Linked DNA regions of Sus scrofa: region 2 is linked to region 1. A link is a contact called in public HiChIP or PLAC-seq data. All regions are on one chromosome and are shown on one strand. Each heading gives the region's core, a stretch centred on a gene start, on an enhancer-like site or on the middle of the called end of the contact. The rest is flanking DNA. Distances are from core to core; before and after follow the strand shown. Region 1 holds the start of ABT1 (activator of basal transcription 1). Region 2 holds the start of ZNF322 (zinc finger protein 322).

Region 1 (5,725 bases), core at 1,469-3,968:
CAATGGTTTGAACCCAACACTCCATCTAGAGTTTTGTTTATAATGTTAAGAGTTCACTAGGCCCTTACAGACTTCTGTTCACCTTTCAGGAATGATCTGAAAAACATGGTGAAAACTGACCTATCTCAGAAGAATGATCAGAAATCAACAACACATTGAGAGCACTGTCTAACTTCCCAGAAAAAGCCAACCATTCCCTCCCATGGCCCCACTCTACCCCTTATGCACATCTACCATGGTATCTGTAGTACTTCTGTATACTTATTTCTTAAACACCTGTCTTTTTTTAGTAGAAGGGCCATGTGTTATTACCCACTGTCACTCTATATCCTCACACAGTGATTTAGTAAATGCTGAAATCAATAAGGATTAACAACATGGCCTACGAAAGTGATTATATAGAAAAGGTTGGGGAGCAGGGGAGACTCTTAGACCAGGACATGGCGTGAAGGTGAGTGACCAGTACACAGAAAGAAGGTGGAACTTATCCAATGACCATCCCCACCCCCTATAAACTACAAAGGCATATCAAATATATACTTTTTTCTTTTCTATAAATACATTTGGAAGGGGTCACCCACGCCACTCCTACCTCATTAGTCCCTGTCCCTATTAGTCTTTTCTAAATAAAAAGGATATCATTGCTACCCAGTACCTGTGGCTGGTAAACAGCTGTCTAGACCAGCCATTATCACTCTAGCTCAAAGCAAGAGCTCTTTCTGGAGCCAGAAAGTAGGATTTTTAGAGGGCTTCGATGGGCAGGAGGCAGGCAGCTAAGAATCAAACAAGACAAAACAGGCGTCTACAGTAGTTATAATCATGCTAGTAGGAACTAAGTGCCCCAGCCAGGCATGTACAGGAGTTTGGGGAGGCTGACAACACTCCTATGCCTGAGCACGCATCAGAGACTCCTGCTGAGAAACACAATAAAATGTCCACCTGGGTAGTAAATATCATGTAGACAGGATGCAGGGCTGGGCTAAGAGGTGGAAGAAGCCTCTCTGCCCCTCAAGAGTTCCTGACCAGAGAGGAGTCCTCCAAGCTCTCTGAGGGTGCAGGGGCTCCAAAGATCCTGGCAAGAAGCCCTCGATTGGAGCGGGCCTGTTCCTCAGCATTAGCCAGGCGAGCCCGTTCACGTCCTCCTGGCCGAGCTGCTTTCCGGGCTCTCAACTCCTGCTCAGTAGGACGCTGGGCGAAGGCCCAGGAGCCATTCGGGCGGGTAGAGTCCCCATCAGCAGCAAGGAAACGCTGTCCACGCTCCACACTTCGAAGATAGAAGTCAGTCTCACGTTTGGCCTGGGCAACCTCCGCCCTCAGGCGCTGCCTGCGCACCTGGCGCTCAAAGGCAAGATGCTCGCTGAGGTGGGACCAAGTAAAACGGTGCAGGTACTGTGGACAGGAAAACAAGAGAAGATCTGGGTAGGGCAGGTCAGAGATGGAGAAGAGATGGGAGGAACAGGGCCACCGAGAGGTTATAGAGGTCCAAGGGCTGGGGCTGGGAAGGCAGGAGTATGAGCTGTGGGGTAGACAAGCCAATGCCCTCACCTTGAGGTTCCACAGGTCATAACGGAAGGGACTGCGCCTGCGGGAGCCCATGGGCGTGTTGTGCAGACTGGCCGCCACACGCTTGGCTACTCGCTTGTCTCGGAACTCCACCCAGCCCTCGGTGTAGTCCTTGCTGTACTTGGAACGCTTTTTCCCTCCTGTGGTGGAGGCTGCTGCTGCCTTCTTTTTGCGCCTCACGAAGCCGTCTGCGAGCCAAAGGGAGAGCAGTGGTCAAGCAAGCCGACGCAGCACCCACTCAATTGTACCTTCCACTTGCCGAAGTCTCCAAATCTGCCCAAGGGCCAGGATCCCACCCCAAGATCTTTGCTCAGAAAAGGAGAACTGAAAGGTCCACCCTTTCTCCCTTGTCTAATTCAATCCTTTGCTCAGATGTCAACTCCTTAATCAGATCTGCCCTGAACATTCTATATAAAACCAGCATGGCCCTCTAACCCTAATTCCAATTTAGGGTTATAAGAAGTTGCAGACGGCTGACCGTACGTATACCGTCTTTTGACCTGGACCGCGATGGCAAAGGGTTATGTTCAGTTTTGTGGAAAAGCCACTGGGATTTTACTGCAGGCTATACCCATTTAACAAACTGGTAAATTCGTCTCGGGAAAGAGGGATTGGGGAAGCCGAAATTAAAATCTAAAAGTTAGCTATTCGAAAACTAAGGCTCAACTAGTCATACTGCGCTAACCACACCTCAGGCCCACCTCCTAAGGAAAGTGTGGACTACCTATTTACTAAAAAAGCCACACGCGGGGCCCCGGCTCGGTTCGTGCCTGGGATCCGCGCAGCCGAGGCAACAGGACACGCACTGTGTGCTCACCATCTGCAAGCATCACCCTCCACCCCTCATCACCACTGCCTCAGCACTTACCTTCCGGCTGGAAAAACACACGCCCGACCTCGCCGTAGGCGCTAAGAAGGTTCCGTACGTGCAAAGGCCTAAACCGGGGTGGGATGTGGCCCAGGTACACAATACCCGGCACTACCCGTTTCTTGCTGCCGCCAGCCGTTTCTTCAGATTCCTCCTCTGCTTCTGGTTTCTGGTCGTTCCCTTCCACAGGCTCCAACACAGCGGCTTCCTTATTCGACTCCTCTGCCTCCATGCTTGCCGGTAAGTAAAGCAAGACAGCCGTAAGGCGCCGCGCCTCTGACGCGCACCGTTTACGACTTCCTGCGTCGAGGGGGCGGGGTTTGTCCAGGGGTTGACAAATGAAAGAACAGGATTGTTCGGAACGGGCGGTTCCAGGCCTAACGGCGACGGCGGAAGTGGGCCCCGGGTCAGCCGGGAGATTCGAAGCAAGGGAGCAGCATCAGAGGATTAGGAGAGGCGAAATGACTTGACTCCTGAGCTGAAGAGGCAGAACTGGAGAGGTAGACCACCAAGTACAACTTACAGTACAGAACTCCTTGGTGAAATGTAAAAAGATGGGATGAGGAGGGCTCTTCCGGAAATTTTGGAGGACTCTGTGTTCTAGCAAGAACACAACATAGTATTTTACCCAAGGGGCTCAGGTGCGACTCAGGTTGGGGGATGACGCAATTTGTAAAGTTTACTTAAATTTCAGTTTTTTTAATTAATTAATTGAGTTTTGAAATTTTAATTATTTTTCAAAATTTAACTTAGGGATTTGAAGATTTCAAATTGAAGTTTGGAAATGTAACCTAACTTTGGAAATATAAGTTTTGGAAATCTGGCTACATTTTTGAAAATTTCATTTGTGAGCTATTAGTTTAAAAAAATTTATTTTAAAATATTTTTAAATTTGATTTTGTGAAGTTCCCATCGTGGCGCAGTGGTTAACGAAGCCAACTAGGAACCATGAGGTTGCGGGTTTGATCCCTTGCCTTGCTCAGTAGGTTCAGGATCCGGCGTTGTCTTGAGCTGTGGTGTAGGTTGCAGACGCGGCTCGGAGCCCGCGTTGCTGTGGCCCTGGAGTAGGCTGGCGGCGACAGCTCCGATTAGACCCCTAGCCTGGGAACCTCCACATGCCGCGGGTGCGGCCCTAGAAAAGGCAAAAAGACAAAAATAAAATTTGATTTTGTAAGATGTCTAAAAATTTTGAATGCATGACGATTATTTCTTTTAAAAAAAACTTATTTGGTGCCTGTTTTACGTTTGTATTGATACATGATTCATATTTATACTTACGTTACAAATACCTGTCGTCAAATGTGTACATGGTCCTGATTTAGGCCCCCTCCTGGATCACCGAGCTTTATTCTCTCTGGGACTTATTTTCACGGTTTGAGGGCCCAGGGTGGGCCACCCCAAAATGTGCCTGAATGGCATATTGGTTATTTTGAATTAATGTTTACTGAAGACATGGTCAATACAAGGGGAACTCTCTAACACTTCTTTCTGTTTCCCTGAAAGCAGGAAATAAATCTCTCATGTGAAATGTGCACTCCCTGCATTTGGGGGTAGAAGGACACCATTATCACCAAAGAGAGAGAATTCTTGGCTAAGGATGCATAAACCGTACTTTAATTTAGTACCCCAAGTCCAAATTCTACTTGAGCCTTCACTAATTGGGAACCAGCGTTTCTCTATCCTGTCAGTTCCTCATAAATTTATTGTTTCTTTGTCTAAAAAGTGTAAAAGCTGTCTGCTTTGGCCACTTCTTAGGTGCCGTTTCTATGAGACCTCCAGGCTCATGAATTAAAATTGTTTCTTTCTCTCCTGTTAATATCTAGTATCAATTTTATTGCGGCGTGTCCAACCACAAGATCTCGAGGAGTAGAGGGGGACATTTCCCCTCCCTGACAAAAGATTTGCCCTTAGATCACAGACTGATTTTCACTGTGCGTTGAAGCCATTCATCACAAGAACTGCCACAGCCCACGCTGTACCCAGCTGATGGCTGGGCCCTGAGAGCTGTGCCTTCACCAAACCCGAGGCCGCTTTTTACCCCCGTGACGCGCCCACTAGGGGGCGCAATCCTCATCCTTAAGGTGCGGCGGGTCCTCTGGGTCCCCTTGGGGCCTACTGCAAGGGGCCCGGCCCTGGAATGCGGAGGAGTTTGAGGATAACAGCCATTGTTGGACAGGCCTCCAAGTATATTTACAAAGTTAACGCGGCACCGCTTTCTTTGATGGAATGGTCTAAAGGTATAATAAAGTAGACTTTCGAGTTCTCACACGCCTCTTGCATTAATTTTATTGACGAGAACTATCTCTTTGCCTTCTTTTTTGGAGTGGGGAGAGGACAATGAGAGGAGCAAACTAGGTCCTGCTTTTCTTAACACCAACGTTTTCAAAACATTAAGCAATAGTCAATTAAATGAAAGTACCTCTTGGGATTGCCTCAAAGAATGGGGGTGGGGAAGGGAGTCTTGTGGGGGAGTGGATGATGTCAGTTGTGCCAGTGTGATGGCTACAATGATAATTTATGTTACCTCTTCCTTGGGCTTATTTGAAATTGTCATTGATAAAATATTCACAGACGTCTCAACAGGGAGCTCTAAAGGGCCACCGAACCTCAAAAAAAAAAAAAAAATTAAAGTGAAAATATTGTGCTAGGGGCGACCTTCTCATTACCCATAAACCCCTTCTCAACTCAGTGAAAAAAGGCAGACTTCCTAGAGACTGCATCTTTAGCTACCCCATGGACCTTCGGTGAAGCAACTTCTGTTGACAGCCTTTGCTACTCAGTCATACAAGATCATCTCTGAGTATAAAGAACGGCTCCGTGTTCAACTTTAGCTCTCTGGCTTCAGTATCAAGATGACAAACCTTTCAAAAAGGTAAGTCCTTCGAGCCGGATTCGAACCAGCGACCTAAGGATGACCATGATGAAACACCTACAGTCCTCCGCTCTACCAACTGAGCTATCGAAGGAACTGTGAGAGTTTTTCTTAAAATACCTTAAATAATCTTTAATAGTTTTAACTATAGGTCTATTTAAAAAATAGAGGCAAACATGAAGCCTGCTGGAAATATTCTAAAGCTTATATGGTTAGTAATTATGGAAGTATATTAGATAATTCATGCCTCTGAATACTAAAGGTTTGTGTTTTAATTCGTTATCCCACTCTCTAGGGCATAATGTAGATAGGACCATCACCCTTATTCTTGCTGTCCCATCCGCTCAATCAAAAGTGGTGAAACGGTTCTCGTCAGTGAATTCTACTAGACATAGACTGAGCATACGTTTGGTAAAGATCCA
Region 2 (5,996 bases), core at 3,147-5,646, 120 kb before region 1:
AAACAGATGACACAGATACTGCTAAATGCGTTTGTCTAAGAACATAATTTTTACCCAGTAAGGGGAGATATAAGTCCATTTCAGCAAAAGGGTGCCATTAGGTTGAGGGCCAAGACAGAAACTCAGTTCCTTGAGTTCTCCTTGGGAGAGAAACATATTCCGGCAAGGAAGGAATGGTAGGATAAAATAAGACATACTCAGAATATCCCTCTGCTATTTCTCCCCTCCAGACTTGAGCTAACTCCCTCCATTGGAGCTCTTTTAAAAGGCAATTTCAGAGATGGCCAAATCTCCAGTGGGTCTTCATCAGATTTCCAAAAGGAAGTTCTGCTTTCTTCACATAATTCACTTTCTCTCTCTACCTACCGGGCCCTCCATACTACCAACTTTATTTTTTACTTCTTTTAAACTGGGGTCTCTCCAGGTTTTCTTACCTCTCTTATCCTTATTCAGTGGATATTGCTCCCTCATTATCCTCCATAGCTGAAAGGGAGTTCATTTTTATTCTGCTGTCCATATGCTTTCCAAAAAGAAAAAAAATGGGTTCTATTCCTATGGAAGAAGATGAACATGCATATTATTGTAGGAGGGGGAATAATAGCTACAAGACTAATGCAGAAAATAAAGAAACAGGCCACTTGATTTCATCTGGTATTTAACAAAAGAATATCCCTTCTCCCTTTCTCCCATCCCAGATTTCCAGGTAATATCCATATTTATCTTCTTCCATAGGATAAGGACGTGCTTACTTCATGCGGCAATGTGATTAAGGTCTAACCAATGAGATGCCAGGTGGAATGACTGTGTAGCAGCTTCTTAGAACCTTCCTTTACCAAGAGCTGGCACCTGTCCTTTGCCTTTTCTTGTCTCTTCCTCCATCTATGTAAAATTTGAATGTGATGGGTAGAATTCTACCTACCAGATAAAGGCAACATCCCAAGGAAGACTGGACAATGAACTGGAAGAAACCTGGGTCCCTGAAGATTTTGTGGAACAAAGCCATCATAATAGCTGTAGACTGCCTATTGTAAAGTCTCCTCTGATCCCTCCAGCCAGGATAACTCACTTCCTTTAACGTTCTTATGGCACTTTGCACAGATCCTTCCTCTAGCTCATATCCTATCGAATTAAACTTTTCTGATACACAGACATAGCAAAGCAAAACCCATTCTGGATGACTGACAGTGGATATTGTATTGAGAAGGTACCTGAGATTAAGTTTTTGTAAAGTGGAAAGGAAAGTCACATCTGATTGGTGTTAGTGCCATGGATATGGAGGAAACCAGTAATTTGCCCTATAGATTTGCCACCTCTGAACCAGGCAAATATCTATCTCATTTTTAACTCTGATTTACTATGACCATTTAAAAAAATGTTCTGTTTCCAGTGCCCAACTAGATCATAGGGTAGAATGCAAATTGCATGAATTTTAAAGACAAAATGAAGGGCCCAAATTAATTTTACAACTGTGACAAGCCACTCTGAGGCACTTGTTCATTCTCCTATTGCTTGGTATACTTCTGTGGGAAAATGTGAGGTAGCCTGGGAAATCAGAAGGTGAAAAACAGCAATGCTATTCTATTGGAATTGTTGAAATTAACATGGTGATTTATTTTCTAAAAATATATTACTGGCTTTAATATTTGGGTAAAATCAGAAGATATTTCTTGTGAGAAGAAGATAACTCCTCTGAAGCAGGGTTCTGGTGAATGACTAATAGAACAGATGAGAGCCCGATGAATTCAGCTCATTGGGGTTCTTCCCTTCAAATTCTAAAAGTAAGGCTTTCTGAACAAGACCAAAGCCATGCAGATATATTTCCCTGCTCGAATTTCAGATTCCTTCTCCCATTCAAGGCTAACTCCTCTCTGTATTGCAGACCCCAGCCTCTCCTATCTTCTAAGTGGCCTCTCTACATCAAACATCCCTTTCCTGATTCCTCATCCTATTAACTTTTTTCCCTTTGGCAACATGTTAAAATCTCCCCCACCCTGAAGGCCCTGCTCATTTTAAGTCCTGTGTTCTATGTTAGACATAGTCTGTCTTTCTTCATCTTCATAGCCAAGCTTCTTAAAGAATATAGGACACTGTCTTCATCCCCTATTTACCTTTCCACCCACTTCACAGTAGCTGCCCTTACTAAAGATGAAAATCTCTTGATTCCTAAACTCCACAAAGCCTCTATTTAGAGAGGCAGGATAGGGTAGTGGTAATAAGAACAGATTCAGAAGCCAGACTACAGGCTTCCAACCCCCATCCTGCCTCTTATCAGCTGCATCGTCTTGCCTAATCACTTATCTTCCTCATCTATAATATGGTGTTATTGTGAGGATTAAAGCACACAGGGTTGTTGGATGATTGAGCTAATACCATAAAGTGCTTGTAACAGTGCCTAGAACACAATGAATATCACGTAAACCTTATCCAGTATTCTTTACCATCTCTTCTGATCTCTTCATAATATTTGACATTGCTCTCAATAGCCTTTAGCTCTATTCCCTTGGTTGCCATGACCCATTTTTGTTCATGTTCTTGATCTCCTGACTGCTCCTTATTATAAGTCTCCAGGCTTCCTGTTTTGCTTCTCTCTATACCTACAACTAAAAATCGTACTTCTGAAGATTTTAAGTTTGGGGGTAATTGAGCTATTCCATGAATGAATTCTCAGTTCCTACAATATAAAGTCCATTAGTTGAAATCACATTAAAATATCTGACTTAGTTCCAATCTTCTATTCCAGTCCCATCTTCAACTACTTACTTCTATTCCTTCAAGCTTCACCTCATGCCCCATGTTCTACAGAGTCATGTCTGACCCACTCTCAAACAAATGCTCCTTTTCTCTGCTTCCACACTACCTAATGCAACTTTCACCTCTACCACACCATTTATGATACCTGCTGTCTCCACAGCAGGTTGTGAACCAATAGAGGAATAGGATTGCGTCTTTCCTGCCTTAAATTCCTAATACTCAGCATGATGTCAGGTGAATTGGAAGCACTCAATAAACATTTGTTGAGTGAATACCACAATGAATCTAATGAACACTTTGCTCAGGTCAGTGTATCTTTAAGGAAAAAGCTGAACAGTTCAACACTTACTGATACTTTCTTATATGCAGTGCAGGGATCAGAACTCAGTTCACTTAATTCTTGTTTCAGTACATTTCTACAATACAGTCACCACTCTTGATGTAGCCATATTTGTACAATGATAGCAAGCATGAGCTCTGGTGGGACTGTTCAAAATTTCAGATTCACTAGTTAATAAATGTGTGATTTTGAGTAAGTTAATCTCTTCCTGCACCAGTTTTCTCCTAAGATAAAAATAATAAACATCTCATAGAATTTGTTATAAGTTAGATAATATATGGAAAATGCAGAGAACAATGTCTGGAACATATACTCTAAAGTATTAAAATTATTCCAAGTATTAAAATGGCTCTGGATAGAATATTTTGGGCCTACTTGGAAATTTTCATTAAAAACAAACATAAAACTAAGGTGCAGATCCTCTGGGAAAGAATTCCAGAATTAGGAACATGATTAGTTAATCGTGATTTAACTCATTAACCCATATGAATTAACTATATAACTGTTAAGACCCTCACCATTCCCTAACCTCAAGTTTTTTCTTCCCAATCCAAGACCTTGGTCACATTATCCAGGCTTCAGCCCTCTACATTTCTCATACTCATCCTTTCCTTTTGATGTCTGAGGGCTTTTAGGAAACTTCTTTTTTCATTGAAAGATTGAACAGTAGGAGGTATTTTTATATATACATACATATGTTTATATATTTACTTCATTCTGAAGGAAACCTCATTTCTGCTACAACCCAAACTCAGGATATTACTTAAGATGATTCTAGCCCAGAAACACAATCAGAAATGGCTGAGAAACCTCTTACTATCAGAGCAGTCCTATCCTCCTCCGCAGTTTTCTCCACCCACACAAAGACAACACCACCCCCCTTTTAAAGCATTTCATCCATCTCTCTGGCCACATCTTCGGTGACAGTGCGCTTCCACTGTGCTTTGGGATCCTCTATTTCTTCCAGATCCTTCGGGGTGTTTTCCTCAGGGTCGGCGACATCCATCTCTTTTGACGCTACTCCTGCTTCGAAACCTCATTCAGCAGCCTTGAGGAAACAGAAGTCGGCAACTAATATTAAACAGCTTTGCTTCTCCTTAGACAAGTTGGCAGCGAGGACCTCTCGTCAATCGCGGACATTCGCCGCGTCAGAAAGAACCCCTAAGTAAAGTCCTGGCCCGCTCCGCCCGGAAACAGTAAGGGCCCGGGAGCGCAGGCGCCCCGGGGCCCCGCCCCTGTTCCAGAGGCTCGGCCCCTATTGGCCCAGAGGCCGGGGGTGGAGAGCCCTAGTTGCTGAACCAGGGATGATCATGTGATTCGCGGGGGCGGGGCTGCGCCTGCAGCTTCCCGGCCAGGCTGAAAGGACAAGGGTAGCTCGCCTTGTCGGCCCTGAAAGCGCCCACTGGATGGCCTGGCCCCAACTGCTCTCGCCGAGCCGCGCAAAGGGAGCTGCTTCTGGCTCTCGTTGGCCTCACAGGTTTGCTTTCCTTCTTTTCCCGAAGGTGGGCCCTTAGATTCACTGCCCGCAGTTTGCGGCCGCCGGGAAGCCCAAATCCGAGTGTCCGGAGAGTAACCGGAAGTGCCGTTCCAGGCGGAGGGGCGGTGCCGCTGCTGCTGGGGTAAGCGCGGCCCGCGGGGCCTGGGAGGGGCATGGCCTGCGGAGCCAGGGATGGGGCAGGAGTCCAGCGGGACCGGAGACACCCCCCCCCCCCAGGCCTCTGCCTCGTAGGAGCAGCCCCCGTTGCTCGCGACCCTGTGGGGTCTGGGAACCCCCTGACGGCGGACTGAAAGGTGGTCAATGAAAAGTTGAAAGAAGAGAAGCTTAGTACTATCGTTCCTGAAGATAATAATAGTAAACACTGCCAGACAGTTTTCTAAGCGATCTGTGTCTTTTATTTTGGGGGAAAAAGCCCCTATGGACGTTGAATGGAGTTCCCCACCCACCGCCCACCCGCATCTTTAATGCAAATTGGTCATGTTGCAGTCGAATCTGTATGCAGGGAATCTGGTTTGATTACTCGAATGACCATTTTTGGAAACGGCGTTATATATAATTTTGTATCTTATGCACTTATCAACTGCATGTTGAGGTTTATAGTGGTAGAACAAGGGTCATTGACCTCAGAAGTTGCGGTAATACACTTTACGGAGAAGAAAAATTAGAACAAGTAGAACAGGACTCAGGGCTTTACTATGAAATTAAAGTTAGTCCTTACTCAGAAGGGTTCTGGATGTTGGGAGCTGTTTGCGAAGGGATCGATGGCTGCTAGTGTCAGGTACTTCTTGCAAGAAAAACAATGTAAGCAAAGGTAGAAAAAAGTAAGTTATGGTCGAAGGATATTGATTAGAGCGGGGAGTATAAATGGGACCAATTTTTTGATGTCTAGCTCCAGAAAAATGATAAATTTCGTTTTTAGAAAATAACAAAAATTATTTTCTACGTTATTGATTTTTTTTTCTCTAGGAGAGGGAAGACTTGAGTGTTGGGCTTAGTTATGGTCTAGAGACCTTTTGGAGCCAAAAGGAAACAGTCTTAAGTCTCTGTTGTTACGGTAAGTAGTATATCAAGCTGTATGTTTCTATATAAATGGTGGATTTTTAATGAGGGAGAGGAGGCTGGGAGAGGACAAGAAGGAATGGGAAAAGATACACTGAAAAAGGGAATGACCCTTTCTTAGTTCTTGAGATAACAGAGTGATAAAACTGAGTTCTCTCCTGCCAATTTAAGTGTGTTTTCTACTGCTTTCCAGCATGCTCATTCACAGTAGGCTTTTAGTAATTAATTTGTGATTGATTTTCAGCCCCCAAAAGGCAGTATGCTCAATTAACTTAGGCAGGCCTTGGAGTCAGAAGATAGAGATTTAAATACTGGCCCTGCTGCTGAGTTCTTGCTTGGTTATTTAAC

The links. HiChIP or PLAC-seq counts read pairs in DNA pulled down with a chosen protein or histone mark.
Region 2: a contact with region 1 is called in an H3K27ac HiChIP or PLAC-seq map of alveolar macrophages. The contact joins the promoter of ZNF322 here to the promoter of ABT1 in region 1. A contact is called at or near these places in 3 of 5 promoter capture datasets (fetal liver, fetal skeletal muscle and liver), 2 of 47 Hi-C or Micro-C datasets (blood and liver) and 1 of 2 datasets of contacts at active chromatin or transcription factors (alveolar macrophages).

The regions. Positions count from the first base shown.
Region 1 is chr7:21,021,634-21,027,358 of Sscrofa11.1, reverse strand. It overlaps ABT1 (activator of basal transcription 1), which reads right to left and starts at 2,718. Exons shown (of 3, transcript XM_001926306.7): 1 at 2,432-2,718; 2 at 1,546-1,751; 3 at 1-1,389. The coding sequence starts at 2,663. The coding sequence ends at 1,009. LOC102162475 (a long non-coding RNA gene) reads left to right here and starts at 2,802. Exons shown (of 2, transcript XR_002346131.1): 1 at 2,802-2,931; 2 at 4,255-5,056. It overlaps TRNAY-GUA (a tRNA gene), which reads right to left and starts at 5,397; the gene lies at 5,309-5,397.
Region 2 is chr7:21,141,804-21,147,799 of Sscrofa11.1, reverse strand. ZNF322 (zinc finger protein 322) reads left to right here and starts at 4,396. Exons shown (of 2, transcript XM_021099814.1): 1 at 4,396-4,568.